2 separate regions of the Danio rerio genome follow, and region 2 is linked to region 1. A link is a contact called in public Micro-C data. All regions are on one chromosome and are shown on one strand. The core of a region is the stretch at or near the end of the contact, and the rest is flanking DNA. Distances in the headings are between cores, read along the strand shown. Region 1 holds the start of usp10 (ubiquitin specific peptidase 10). Region 2 holds the start of phlpp2 (PH domain and leucine rich repeat protein phosphatase 2).

What was found. Hi-C and Micro-C count contacts between places; a contact is called where the count stands out from the background.
Region 2: a contact with region 1 is called in a Micro-C map of caudal fin, with 4 times the contacts expected there. The contact joins the promoter of phlpp2 here to the promoter of usp10 in region 1. A contact is called at or near these places in 2 of 18 Hi-C or Micro-C datasets (caudal fin and hematopoietic stem cells) and 1 of 4 datasets of contacts at active chromatin or transcription factors (gastrula embryo).

Annotation. Positions count from the first base shown.
Region 1 is chr7:74,677,024-74,684,497 of GRCz12tu, forward strand. It overlaps usp10 (ubiquitin specific peptidase 10), which reads right to left and starts at 3,424. Exons shown (of 15, transcript XM_680529.11): 1 at 3,160-3,424. The coding sequence starts at 3,180. It overlaps marveld3 (MARVEL domain containing 3), which reads left to right and starts at 6,556. Exons shown (of 4, transcript NM_200529.1): 1 at 6,556-6,672; 2 at 7,001-7,203. The coding sequence starts at 7,004.
Region 2 is chr7:74,800,372-74,807,845 of GRCz12tu, forward strand. It overlaps phlpp2 (PH domain and leucine rich repeat protein phosphatase 2), which reads right to left and starts at 2,467. Exons shown (of 19, transcript XM_073907553.1): 1 at 2,153-2,467. The coding sequence starts at 2,338.

The sequences.
Region 1 (7,474 bases), core at 2,174-4,673:
GATACAATTTAATATCCTCCAAAATAGCTTTTAAGACTTTTAAATACTTTAAGGGTCTTAAATTTCTCTAAATTGATTTATCATTTTAATACCCCCACGGACATCCTGTGTAAAGCCTTTACTAATCATATAGGAAAGCATTAATACAAAATTAGTGCTTGTTAAGTAAGGGATAAAGTACATCCAGGAGGTTGTCATCACAGAATAAAGCCTGGCGCGAAGCACCGCTGTTTAAGCCTGAATGGGTTTATTCTGTGAATATAACCATCCTGGATGTACTTCATCCCTCTTATTAAATGGCTATTTGCCTCAAAATAATAAATAAATATCTGCCAATACATTTCTGAGCTCTATTAGTTTAATAACTCTTAATATTCCAAAAAACATTAATGTGCTGCAATTGTATTAACTAATGTTAACAAATATGAATAAATACTGTTATAAATGTATTGTTTATTATTTAATTATGTTAGTAAATATAATGACATTTCACTAAGGGAATCTTTTCGTAAAGCGTGCCCATATAATTTAAAGACAGTAAATAAAATCTGCTGAAGTGAAGCTTATCCGATACATTTATTTTACATGCAGAATATGAATTTGAATTAAAAACATATGCAGGGAGAAATAAACAAGAGAATAAATGCATTAGCATTTTTTTTTAAAAACAATCAAATCTTTTAGGCATGGGACAATAATCGTTTTTCAAAAGTATACCGCAGTAAAGAAAAGTCAAGGTTTTAAAAATCGCCAACATTTTCTGCTATACTGTTCCTATGGAATATGTAGGATTTTTTTTACTCCAGACTTTTGTTTTTAACAGTATATCCGACAGAAAAGATCTCCAAAGATGCCGTTTTAAATTGTCAAGAACTCTGTGTTTTTGAAACAAAAGACAGCACAAGTCAATGATTCACTTAAATGATTTAGCCTGACGTGTTTACTGCTCCAAAATATTTTAAATGTTTCTCAAGATTAACTAAATTGTGTTCAAAGGGGAAAGAAATACATCACAATATTGTGAAACCCCAATATATTTTTTAAGGTTATCATACTGTCAGAATCTTACACTGGCCCATTACTACCTCTAATTACGCATGGGACGATAACCGTTTTCAAGGTATACCGTGGTTTGGAAAAGTTAAAGTTTTAATACCACAAAAACTCTGTTATACTGTTCCTACGACACATGTAAGGTTTTTTTTTTAATGTTTTTAGAACAGTATCTACAGCAGAAAATATATCAAGAGATGCCTTTTATGCCTTTTTTTAAAGATGCCTTAAGAAATCTGTGTTTTAGAAACTAACAAATAGAGCAAACGTCAATGATTTGTTTTAATTACTTAGCCATACATGTTTACTGCTCCAAAATGATTCTTAAAATCATTGTCATTGTGGAAAAGTGTTGTTTTTTACCAAGACATTTAAAAAAAAGAACTCATTTGAGAGCAGCAATCGCAATAGTGAGATACCGTGAACCTGTGATATTTTTACCCAAGTTTATACCGGCCCATGCCTATCCTTTATTATACTTTATTTTTGAGCACACTGGGAGTCTTAAATAGACAGGGTCATTCAAATTTTGTATACATTAAACATTAAAACACTACATCTCCTGTCCCAATCCAATGTGTTTATGCAGGAAACGAATGCATAAAAAAATTCAATAAAAAAAAAAATCTACAGAAGATCCAAGTTGCATGCAAAAAAAGTAGTTGCATCATTAAGTGTTTAATAGTTATTAAAAGTATTCAAAAGATACAAATGTGTATTTACTACATATGTGAAAATATTGAAGTGTTTGCCTTTTTAATCATAAAGTAAATGCTGTTTACATCAACAGTTCTGTCTAATAATCAAAATTTAATGAGTAAAGAAATAAATGACGCTGAGGCACCGGTGTTCAGATGCTGTCAAAACTAAACACTTTCCATAAGGTGTTGTTCCATGTCAATCAGCATTGCCAGAATAATTACTTACAACAATCCTAACAAAACTGTAGTACTAATAAACAGGTATTATTAAAAACAACGCAAGGTGACAAATGCACGTCACACAATTCAAAGTTTACATGCATAAATGACATGTGCAACTTACTTTGACAGGACCTTGTGCTTTATGTGTCTAAACTGCCTACAGTCAGAGACCTTTTATTAAGCAGAATGACCCATAACTTTACACATTTAATACACTAACCACATTTCAGCCATATGGCATCAATGCAACAGTGCTAAAAGCCGTCCAACTTTATGAAAGTAGCACATTTAAATATCACACGTCATTAATAAATACAAATACCAGCCCTATGCATCGCATTAAACGCGATCGGGATGCATTTGATTATTCAAGACTTCACGTTTACTGACAGCACAGTGGAGACGCTACAGTTCAGCATGTGGCTAGCAGTCAGAGCTACAATGATGTAGCATCTTCACCACGGCGCCTCGTTCAAAGTTAGCTGACTTCAAAACCAGTCTAAAGACACTAAAAACACAGCCTGGTGGTGACGAGCTGTCACTAGAAATATAATGGATGCGATGTGATCAAGAAACAAACGTAAAAGTCAAACGCAAGAGTTTGAATGGGATTGAAGACAGGAAGCGATACCGCCCCCAATCAACAGGCCTATTTCACTACATTAGCAGCACGACACGACTCTATTTCAACTTGCTTGAACTGAAGACACTCCGCGGAAACACTTAACACTTTCTTACTGTATTCGGTGGAGTGTGCCACACAGGCGGTATCCGACAGAAATGTCGCCGAAACGCGGTGTGTTCAGTGCAAGATCGCGTCCGCCTGCTAATGACCGTTATTAACCGAGCACGCGCGCGTGGCCAGGCCGCTGCAGCAGCGTGAGCGGGAGGGCCAAACACAAACTCATGGCCGAAAAACACACACTCAGCGCTATGCCACACACACAGCCTCATGACAGCTGTAAATCACCCGTAAACCTTTATTATAATGGCCGCCTGAATGTGAGCTAGCAGACGGAATGCTAGTGGTTTTGAATAAGCGCGTGAAGGCTGTGGGCCTGCAGCCATGCTGCCGATTCAATGAGCTCGCACGCACAGTCCAACAGAAAGTACAGCACAAAGCAAAACAAACAATCTCTACGATATTAAACTGTAAATGAAAGCTTCAAAACGGTTTCCGTACCTGGTTACTTTGCGAAGCCATGCTCCCGGTGAGATTTCTCCACAATCACAAGATGAATGTTCTCTCGGGGGGGTAGGGGGGTAAGGTGAGTTTGTAGTACTTGGTATTACCAGTAAACACCTACTGTGACATGGTCTCCATTTTGCTATGGTTTGTCATACAGTGGTTTTACTCAGGTTTAGTGCCACTACTCCAGCATATCACGCCGTTTCCCCCACCGTCGCCGCCATCTTTATCTCGCGCCTGTGTGCTGCCAGTGGCGCTCGCGCGCGCTCCCTTCTCAAGCCTGATTTATACTTCTGCGTCAGGTGACCGGCGTAACCCACGGCGCAGGCAACGCGCGTGGCTGTGCATTTATACTTCTGCGCGCTGTCTCTGCCGGTCTGCATTAACACTTCCGAAACGCTAGTTGGCAGTGAGGTGTAAATGTTCCTCTGTGTCAAGTTTCTTCGCTACTTTTTTGCATTTCCTGAACACTTCCGGGATGTACAAGTGGCTCAAACTCGCTCATTTTGAGGCAGGAACCGGCGGACGTGCAACAACTTTAACTATGAGGTAAACACAAAACAAAACTTTCCATCCGGAGCTCCTTCACGGGACTCCACACTTGTAAACAATCGCTCGCGCGGCGTCGCGCCATTCGCGCGCCTCTCGGTCCCGCCCAGACTCGTCAGCGCTACCAAGCCGACCAATCACAGAGCTTATGCTACGCGTCGTTGCGACGTGTAGTTACATTTTTTGAGAGGTGCACGTCAGTGACGGCGATGGCCACGGCGAAGGGCTATGCGTCAGCGCCGTAGCATACGCCGGTGTTTGACGCAGAAGTATAAATCAGGCTTCAACGGGCTCGTGTGCGTGCGTTGACGTTCTGCCGGGAGGGTGGGCGCGCCAAAATGACGTGCAAATTCAAACTTGCACTAGGATGCTGAGCATATTTAATATTTAATAAATATTACTTAATAATATCATTAATATTAATTATCATTAATATCATTAATATCATTAATATTTAATAAATATTTAATATCATTAATATATTAATATATATTAATATCATTAATATATTAATATATATTAATATCATTAATATTTAATAAATATTTAATAAATATTACTTAATAATATCATTTTCTAATTAAGTTTTATATATCGTAGCAATAAAATAAAAAAGGAAACAGTAGATAAACAAGTACCAAGTTCAACCAAAACAGGAAATTCTTCCGTCACTTATTCACCCTTCACTTCTTCCAAACCTGTTTGACTTTCTTTCCTCTGTTGAACACAAAAGATATTTTTAAAATAAACTCTGTTAGCTTGTACTTATTGACTCCCATAGTATTTTAGAATAGTATTTATCCTACTATGAAAGTTAATTGGTACAAGCTACCAAGATTTTTACATATACCATGTTCAGCAGCGTATATAAGTACACCCCTCACAAATCTATCTTTTAAATGCATATTTTTAATAAGAAGCTATACAATATATTTGTGCATATACATTAGATTGGTCAGTACTGAAACCAAAAATGGAGCTTATCTAACAAAATAACTTACGATAATGGTCCAAAAACTAGTACAGCCAAATTTATGTTATAGAAAAATGTTAATTATAAATAAAATAAAAAGGAAAAATTAAGAGAAGCAAAAAACTGGAAAAATTTAGTGTGATTTAGTTTGTAATTTATTTTGCAATATTTTGCTTAAATTTTTAATTATATTATCTTTCGATTTCTAAATATGTTTGGTGACTAAAATATTATTTTAATAAATATATCTGTTTAATAAATCTATTTAGCTTAAATGCACCAAAATACATTGTTTTTTTAATGGTTCTACTTAATTATGCTGAGCGCTGCACAAGAAACATTAAAACATACTAAATTGTAAGGAGGACAAAGGAGGATAGGGCAGAGATGAACAAAATATTACAAAATGATGCATAAATTAAAAATAAAATTTTATGTTTAATTACAGGGGTCAAAAAATCAACAAAAAAGTGTCAATTACAGCGTAAATTACTTCCAATGAATTTAGCAAGGGGCTGCACGGTGGCGCAGTGGGTAGCATGCTCACCTCACAGCAAGAAGGTTGCTGGTTCAAGCCTTGGCTGGGTCAGTTGGCATTTCTGTGTGGAGTTTGCATGTTCTCCCCGTGTTGGCGTGAGTTTTCCCTGGGTGCTCCGGTTTCCCCCACAGTCCAAATACATGCACTATTGGTGAATTGATTAAACTAAATTTGTTGTTGTTGTTGTTGTGTGTGAATGTGAGAGGTTATGGGTGTTTCCCAGTACTGGTTTGTAGGTGGAAGGGCATTGGCTGTGTAAAACATATGCTGTATAAGTTGACAGTTCATTCCGCTGTGGTGACCCCTGATAAATAAAGGGACTAAGCCGAAGGAAATTAAGGAATTTAGCAAGACCATAAAGTTCGGGTTTTGTTTGTAGACGTGCAAGATAATTGCCATTTGAAGTAACTTCCTTTACTGTTTATTGTATTAGGTGTATGGCTAACCTGTAGTGCACATATTGATTAGGTTTACATGTTGCCAATATTATAATAAGTCTATGGATATTGGACAAACAAATTTAAAAGTCACTGTAAGTGTAAAGTATAGTCATTTTTCCATCTGGATATATGCAAAGGTGTTTCGCACAGATCTTTTTGAGAATTTTTATTATTGTTGTTGTTGTTGTTGTTGTTGCTGTTGTTTGTTTGTTTATTTGTTTTTATTGTCCATAAGATTATTTTCAGTAACATGAACTTGCATGTTAAAATGTGTTTGTTTTTTAACCAGTTCATTTAAACTACTTATTTTCTTACTTAACTTAAGAAAACTAATGAGAATTATATATTATATTATATTATATTATATTATATTATATTATATTATATTATATTATATTATATTATATTATATTATATCAATATGTTATTATATATTATTATATATTATTATATTATATATTATTATATTATATTATATTATATTATATTATATTATATTATATTATATTATATTATATTATATTATATTATATCATTATGTTATTATATGTTATTATATTATATTATTATATGTTATTATATATCAATTTATTATATTATTATGTTCTTATTTGTTATATTATATTATATTATATTATATTATATTATATTATATTATATTATATTATATTATATTATATTATTATATGTTATTATATATCATTATATCATTATATTATATTATTATGTTCTTATTTATTATATTATATTATATTATATTATATTATATTATATTATATTATATTATATTATATTATATTATATTATATTATATTATATTATATTATATTATATTATACAAAAAAACTTTTGTTTTGGATCGCATATGTAATGGCGTAGCGTGATGACGCATAAAGTGAGGCGGAGTCAGTCAGACAGGTTTCACAGGTGTGTCGCTCCGCAAAACACCAGAAAGCAGGACGAAACTCAGACAAATCTCTGCTTATTTCGGTCTTTTTTGATAAAAGGTAGGCTCAGAGTCAACACTCTGGTTTAATTCCGAGGTACTTGTAATATCTTCTCCACCTAAAGCTGTTTGTTTTGATAATTTGATTGAGAAATGTGCAAATATGGAGCGACTAACAAATAAAACGTTCAACTTACAACATAAACACCGTCACACTATTTAAGCAAAATTATAAATAATCTTAATAACATACATAAGTAATAAATACACTCAATCACAACAGTTTATTGATAACGAAACGCCATGCCACAATGGTTTCGGGAACTTTTTGTGTATTCACGTGAACGTGCATTTGAGATGTAAATACGCATTTCCTCGTTATTTTTTAGGCGATGGCAGGCTCAAACAGACATCATCACACAAGGGACAGAGACAGAAGAGATGATCACAGACACGACAGGAGATACAGAGAGGACAGGGGGACACCAGATGGAGAAGACAGATCACGAAACCACCGAGATAAACAGAGATACACTGACCCCCAGAGGGACCCCCGGGTGTATGAGGACACCCGATACCACAGTCAGGCCGCGTAAGCAGTGGTTTGAGGTTTATTTTTTGTTTATGAACCCGCATGGATCAGAACTCAAGCTTTTCTATGACTTGATTGTATTGAGGTAAAATTGGTTTTATATTCGCGCAATAGTTCAGTGCGACATTCATCTAAAACGCTTAACGTAAAAAAGCTTAACGTGGATAAATGTATTTAGAAATTAACATGATAAACCTTTTTCCTGGATAATATAATTTTACAAAAAATATTCTTTGCAAATTCTAGATAGTAAAATCATATTAGCAGCAAA
Region 2 (7,474 bases), core at 1,217-3,716, 120 kb after region 1:
TGGGGGAAAGACAATGCACAACGTTACCCACTGCTGTCAACCTGGGCCAAGTCATATCTCTGTCCCAGAAACCTCAGTCCCAAATGAGAGGGTTTTTTTCTGTTGCAGGGGACATTGTAAATACCCAGAGATACCAGGTATTACCAGATTATATTTATATGATAATTTTCCTTTAAACCCATCTCTATCTAAGTGAGTGAGTGATTAAATGTTGAATGTGATGAGTTTTCAACAATACTAAATTGAAACTTTATTTTTTTACATGGTTTAATAATTTTTTGTTATTAAAATTGAAGTTCCTGTTTCAAAGCTTACAGATAGATGGCTAATTTGTATGTCATAGACAATTTTGGCAATTTTTTGGAGTATTTTCAAAAGTTTTGTTTTTCCTGTAAATGATTCAATAAATACCGTACCGTGACATTCATACCGAGGTATTACCGTACCGTGAAATTCTGATACCGTTACATCCCTAGTGTAGAATGTTGAGGAAATAAATTAATTTAATCCATTGTGGAATAAGGCTGTAAACATAAACAATGTGGAAGCAGTGAAGCGCTATGAATACTTACAGGATGCACTGTATATAAATTGCGGATATGGACAATTTTACCAGATAGCTTTGTTTCCAAACAGATCTGTTTGGAAAGAACTCAGTAAGATTAATTTGGATGATTCTGTAAAGGAGGGAATCATGCATAAAATAAAATAGACAAAATAAAAGCACTGATAAATGTGAAATAGACAGTGCGTTGTGCTTTTTTGGGGAATCTAACAATATTCAAACACTTGTGTAGTCTTCATTGTAAAAATAATTTATTTAAAAAGTACACAAATGGTAAATTTATCATGCCTGAATGCTTACACCAGGGTCGTCCTGCACAGTTTAGCTCCAACTTCCTTTAACACACCTGCCTGAAAGTTTCTAGCATACCTAGAAAGAGTTTGATTAGCTGTGTCAGGATCATTTAATTGGGGTTGGAACTAAAATATGCACGACACTGGCAATGCAGGACCGAGTTTGGACACCCCTGGCTTACACAGTCACAGGCCCTAAAAACACATACAAATAATAAACTTTCACTCAGTTACGGTAACACTCTGCACTGATTCCACAAATTACATCTGAAATATTTCTCCTGGACAACTACTTGCAGCATAAACTCAACGTTGCACGTCCTGCGAGGTGACTATTGCAGATGCGCACATTGCGATATCGATGCTGAACCAATATATCGTGCAGCACTACATGTTAACCCAGCTTGCCATACTTCATCACATTTAAAAGCATTACTATATTACTTACAGTATTTTTGATAACATAACAATCAGAAAAACAGAAGACTACAAACAATGTCCAATTTTTATCCAAAATTGCATTTCCAAAAGCATCCAGAATGCACCCTACATGAACATCCCCTTAAAAGTAATCACACTAAACAATTCTCCTCCGAGATAATAAACTAATGAGGAGAAGGGATACCATATAAATTGAGATGACATTACTGATATGGGCCATTCATTATCAACTGGCTGCGTCACAAATCCTAGTAAGCCACCTACATAACAGCACCAAGTGCCATATGTAGGCTACTGACCGAATGTGCTGTCTATGTAGGGTGCTCCCTAGATTTCGAGACACACGTGTGGAAGTTTTAAACAGATAAGAGGACTCACACATACTTGTTAATTATAATTCATTATTATTATATTATATTTTATTTATTTATTTTAGCTTTTATCGCCCTAGCCTTATAATATTAATATCATATTTGATCAATTGTGTTGTATCTCTAGTCTAAAGAATGCTAAATAAATAAAATAATCCTATTTGAAAGCTATTTAATACAACCAAAATACATATTAGTCTTTAACCAATACATGCTAGCATCCTACAGCTGTCTGTGTAGACTAGTATGCTAACTTATTTGTTTAAAGTATAATACAAATAAAATACTACATAGCAATCTTTTTAACCAATACACGTTAGTGCAGCTGTCTGTGTAGGGTGCTCGCTAGGATTTGAGACACGGCGGCGGCGTGTGGAAGTGTTAAACAGATAATTGCTGATGCAGTTCACGGATTCACACACGTACTTTGGCCCTGTCGTTTAACAGCAACACTGCGAGCTAAACAGAGCCGGATCTGGTACCTTTAAAACGCGTATTCCGGTTCCCGCTCGGGCTGTCGGTGCGGCGGCTCGGTCAGATCCAGCTCCGTGCAGCACCGGGTTCAGCGCCGCTCCGCTGCCCGCCCGGCCGTCCTCCACATCGGCTGCATTTCTCCGCTCCGTGTCGGCACTCGGGAGCGACCGCGCGGTGCTTTTCTCGTCCTTCATTTCGCCTACATTTGACGTCTCTCAGCACAGAAATCCAGATGTATGATAGCGAGCGGCGAGGGATAAATTCCAGTACAGGAGGCGGTGGAAAAAGCCCATCCTGATTTGATGAGACGCCATAGTGAGACTGAAGGCTCACGGCTGTCAAACAAACTCAATCAATAAACATGAGGGGGGCGGCGCTACTTATTATTCATAGAACACCGCCCATTGATGTGCTTCCGGTGATTAATTATTCATGAGGATCCTTAAAGGAGAAGTTCAACAGAAAACGGAGATTTACTGTTAAATTAAATTAAACTAATGTAATGTTGTTGTTGTTTTTCTCATTTATTTATGCTGTTGAGTTGCATTATGGGATCTTAATCTTTCCTTTAACAACTTTTGATGTTGAAAAGTTTAAAAAAGTGACTTTTATTAACATTTTTAATAGTAAGCGATGAATTGATTGGGTCGGCGCTACTTAATATTCATAGAACACGCACATTGATGTGCTTCCGGTGATGAATTATTCATGAGGATACTTAAAAGGGTTGTTCAGCCAAATAACAGAGATTTACTTTTAATTTACTCACCATCAGTACAGTTTGTTGTTTTGTCTTCATTTATTCATGCTTTTGAGTTGCATTATGGGATCTTGATCTTTCATTCAACAACTTTTGATGTTGAAAAGTTTAAAAAAGTGACTTTTATTAACATTTTTAATAGTAAGGATAAATTGATTGGGTCGGCGCTACTTAATATTCATAGAACACGCACATTGATGTGCTTCCGGTGATGAATTATTCATGAGGATACTTAAAAGGGTTGTTCAGCCAAATAACAGAGATTTACTTTTAATTTACTCACCATCAGTACAGTTTGTTGTTTTGTCTTCATTTATTCATGCTTTTGAGTTGCATTATGGGATCTTGATCTTTCATTCAACAACTTTTGATGTTGAAAGTTTGGAAAAGGAGACTTTTAATAACATTTTTTTATAGTTTGAGCGATAAATTGTTTGGGATAGCACAATTTAATATTCATAGAACACACCAACTGATGTGCTTACGGTGATGAATCATTCATGAGGATGCCTAAAGGGGTATTTCAGCCAAATAATGGAGATTTACCGTTCATTTACTCACCTTCAGTACACTGTAAACATCCATAAATCAACTAATTAGTAAACTAATGTAATGTTTTTGTTGTTTTGTCTTTATTTTATTTATGTTTTTGAGTTTCATTAAGGGATCTTGATCTTTCCTCCAACAGCGTTTGATGTTGAAAAGTTTGAAAAAGTGACCTTTATAGACATTTGTTTTACTTTAAGGGTGATAAATTGATTGGGTTGGCGCTATTTAATATTCATAGAACACACCAACTGATGAATTATTCATGAGGATGCTTAAAGGGTAGTTCAGCCAAATAACAGAGATTTACTGCTAATTTACTCACCATCAGTACACTGTAAACATTTGTAAATCAACTAACTAGTAAAGTAATGTAATATTTTTATTTATTTATGCTTTTGAGTTGCATTATGGGATCTTGATCTTTCCTCCAGCAACTTTTGATGTCGAAAAGTTTGTAAAAAGTGACTTTTATTGACATTTGTAATAGTTTGAGTGATAAACTGATTGGGTTGGCACTACTTATTGTTCATAGGACACACCTATTGATGTGCTTCCAGTGATTAATTATTGAGAATCCTTAAAGGGCTGGTTCATCAGATGAGATTTACTGTTAATTTACTCACCCTCAGTACACTGTAAACTTCCATAAATCAACTAATTAGTAAACTAATGTAATGTTTTTTATTTATTTATGTTTTTGAGTTGCATTATGGGATCTTTATCTTTCCTCCAGCAACTTTTGATGTTGAAACATTTTAAAAAGTGACTTTTATTGACATTTTTAATAGTTTGAATTGATAAATTGCTTGAGTTTGGCGCTACTTATTATTCATAGACCAATGCCAATCACTGAGCTCCGGTGTTGAATTATTCGTGAGGATGCTTAAAGGGATAGTTCAGCAGATAACAGAGATTTACTGTTAATTTACTCACCATCAGTACACTGTACACTTCGGTAAATCAACTAATTAGTTAACTAATGTTATGTTTTTTATTTATTTATGCTTTTGAGTTGCATTATAGGATCTTGATCTTTTTGACATTTTTAATAGTTTAAAACAATAAATTGTTTGTGTTTGGCACTACTTAATATTCATAGACCATTGCCAATCGTGCTTCAGGTGATGAATTATTCATGAGGATAATTAAAGGAGTAGTTTAACCAAATAACAAAGATTTACTGCTAATTTACTCACCATCGGTACACTGTAAACTTCCGTAAATCAACTAACTAGGAAAATAATGTAATAATTATTGTAATGTAATAATAATGTAAAAATGATAATGTAATTTTTATTTATGCTTTTGAGTTGCATTATGGGATCTTGATCTTTCCTCCAGCAACATTTGATGTTGTAAAGTTTGGAAAAAGTGACTTTTATTGACAGTTTTAATAGTTTAAGGGTGATAAATTGATTGGGTTGGCGCTACTTATTATTCATAGACCATTGCCAATCACTGTGCTTCGTGTGATGAATTATTCATGAGGATCTTTAAAGGGCTGGTTCAGCAGATAACAGAGATTTACTGTTAATTTACTCACCCTCGGTATACTGTAAACTAATTTCTTGTTTCTTTTTCATTTATTTATGCTTTTGACTTGTATTATGGGTGTTTGATCTTTCCTCCAGCAACTTTTGATGTTGAAAAAGAAAAAAACAAAATCTGTAAATTACCAGAAAATGTTAATTTTGGGGTGAACCGTCCCTTTAAGAATCAATATGCTGAATCATATTAAACTGGTTGGCAGCCACAATTTATTACAAATCACATTTTGTCCACAAATCAACACAGGTTGAGCATTAAAGCCCGAAGCTGAGAGCATTTTTATTTTTGTATTGTGACACAGTTCATGAGATAACAATGGGCGTGGCTTGTTTTTTCTACTGCGAGCTGATTGGATGTAAAGTAGGCATTTCATTCTGAACCACCAAATGGTTTTAGAAGAATTACAACCTAACAGACTCCTCCTCCTCCTCCTCACCATTTCTGTTTGTTGTCAAAACTGAGAGTTGGAGGGGGCGTGGTTAAGTATGTTAGCCACGCCCAATACCTCAGACAGACGTAATCTGAGAACTTAACTGAAAACAAACAGGAAGTGCATTTGCAGATTTCAATTATAGATTACAACGATAAACGGTTTTGTTTCTTAATGACATGCACAGATGAACTGTTCACAAAACTAGCAATGTGCGCTAACACAATCAATATGGCTAGTTTTGATTTCACTTGTACTTTACCAGACCCTGCAGAACATGAAAAGCCAAAAAAAAAAAAGATTTGCTTCATGTAATCAATATTTCTTTAGTCCCTATTGTGAGGATCCTGATTAAAAACAGAGAACGACACACACGTCCTTCATCAGCCGCTATTGTTATGAGCCTCGGGTCTGTAAATGTAGTGTGATTTGCAGTCATTCGCTCTTATCAGGAATCACTGACCTCTGTCATCTTAACCTTAATGATTAGCTTTCCTTGCGTAACGTGTTAAACTTTAAACTCCACATACATTTTAACGGGATGCCATAAATCAACACATATCGAGAGATTATTGCGTGACGTTTCGGGGATGAGGTCTGTAGCCAACTTATTGTAAAAATGAAGACTGTTTGGATTTCATAATCAATTACATGAAACTGGACTGAGGAGTTTATGAGTGTTTCTTCCACTGATAGGATTTTAATATCTCCAGGATTGACATCTACACTGTAAAATATGTATTATTATTTCCTTTAGACCTTTAACCTGTTGTAAATTGGGACATTTAAGTTGATTTAAATATTTTTTTTTATAATTATGCAAGTTCTTATGATCGTTTAAATAGAAATTAAGACAATGGGTTTACTCACTTTTTAAAGTAACGTCAACTAATCGTTTGTTTTACAGTGTAATAAACCTAATAATAAATTCTAGATGTTTATTGATGTGGAAGACACATTTTTAAAATAAGAATATACAGTATATGTGTGTTTATATATATATATATATATATATATATATATATATATATATATATATATATATATATATATATATATATATATATATATATATATATGTACACACACATACTGGCCGTTTTATTAGGTACACCTGTCCAACTGCTTGTTAAAAAAGGTGATTTAAGTGACTTTGAACCTAACATGGTTGTTGGTGCCAGACGGGCTGATCTGAGTATTTCAGAAACTGCTGATCTACTGGGATTTTCACACGCAACCATCTCTAGGGTTTACAGAGAAGGGTCCAAAAAAAAAAGAGGAAATATCCAGTGAGCTGCAGTTCTGTGGGCGCAAATGCCTTGATGATGCCAGAGATCAGAGGAGAATGGCCAGTCTGGTTCCAGCTTATAGAAAGGCAACAGTACCTGAAATAAGCACTCAATAAAACCAAGGTCTGCAGAAGAGCATCTCTGAACACACAACACGTCCAACAATGAGGCAGATGAGCTACAGCAGCAGAAGACCACACTGGTTGCCACTCCTGTCAGCTAAGAACAGGAAATAGATGCTAAAATTCGCACAGGCTCACCAAAACTGGCCAATAGAAGATTGAAGAAATGTTGTCTGATCTGATGAGCCTCAATTTCTGCTGCAACATTCGTATGGTCGGGTCAGAATTTGGCATCAACAAAATGAAAGCATGAATCCATCCTGCCTTGTAACAATGGTTCAGGCTGGTGGTGGTGGTTTAATGGTGTGGGGAATATTTTCTTGGCACACTTTGGGCTCGTTATTACCAATTAAGCATTGTGTCAATACCACAGCCTACCTGAGTATTGTTGCTGACCATGTCCATCCCTTTATGACCACAGTGTACTCATCTTCGGATGGTTACTTCCAGCAGGATAACACGCCATGTCATAAATTGTGAATCATCTCAGACTAGTTTCTTGGACATGACAAGGAGTTCACTATAGTCAAACGGCCTCCACAGTCACCAGATTTCAATCCAATAGAGCACCTTTGGGATGTGCTGGAATGGGAAATTCGCATCATGGATGTGCAGCCGACAAATCTGCAGCA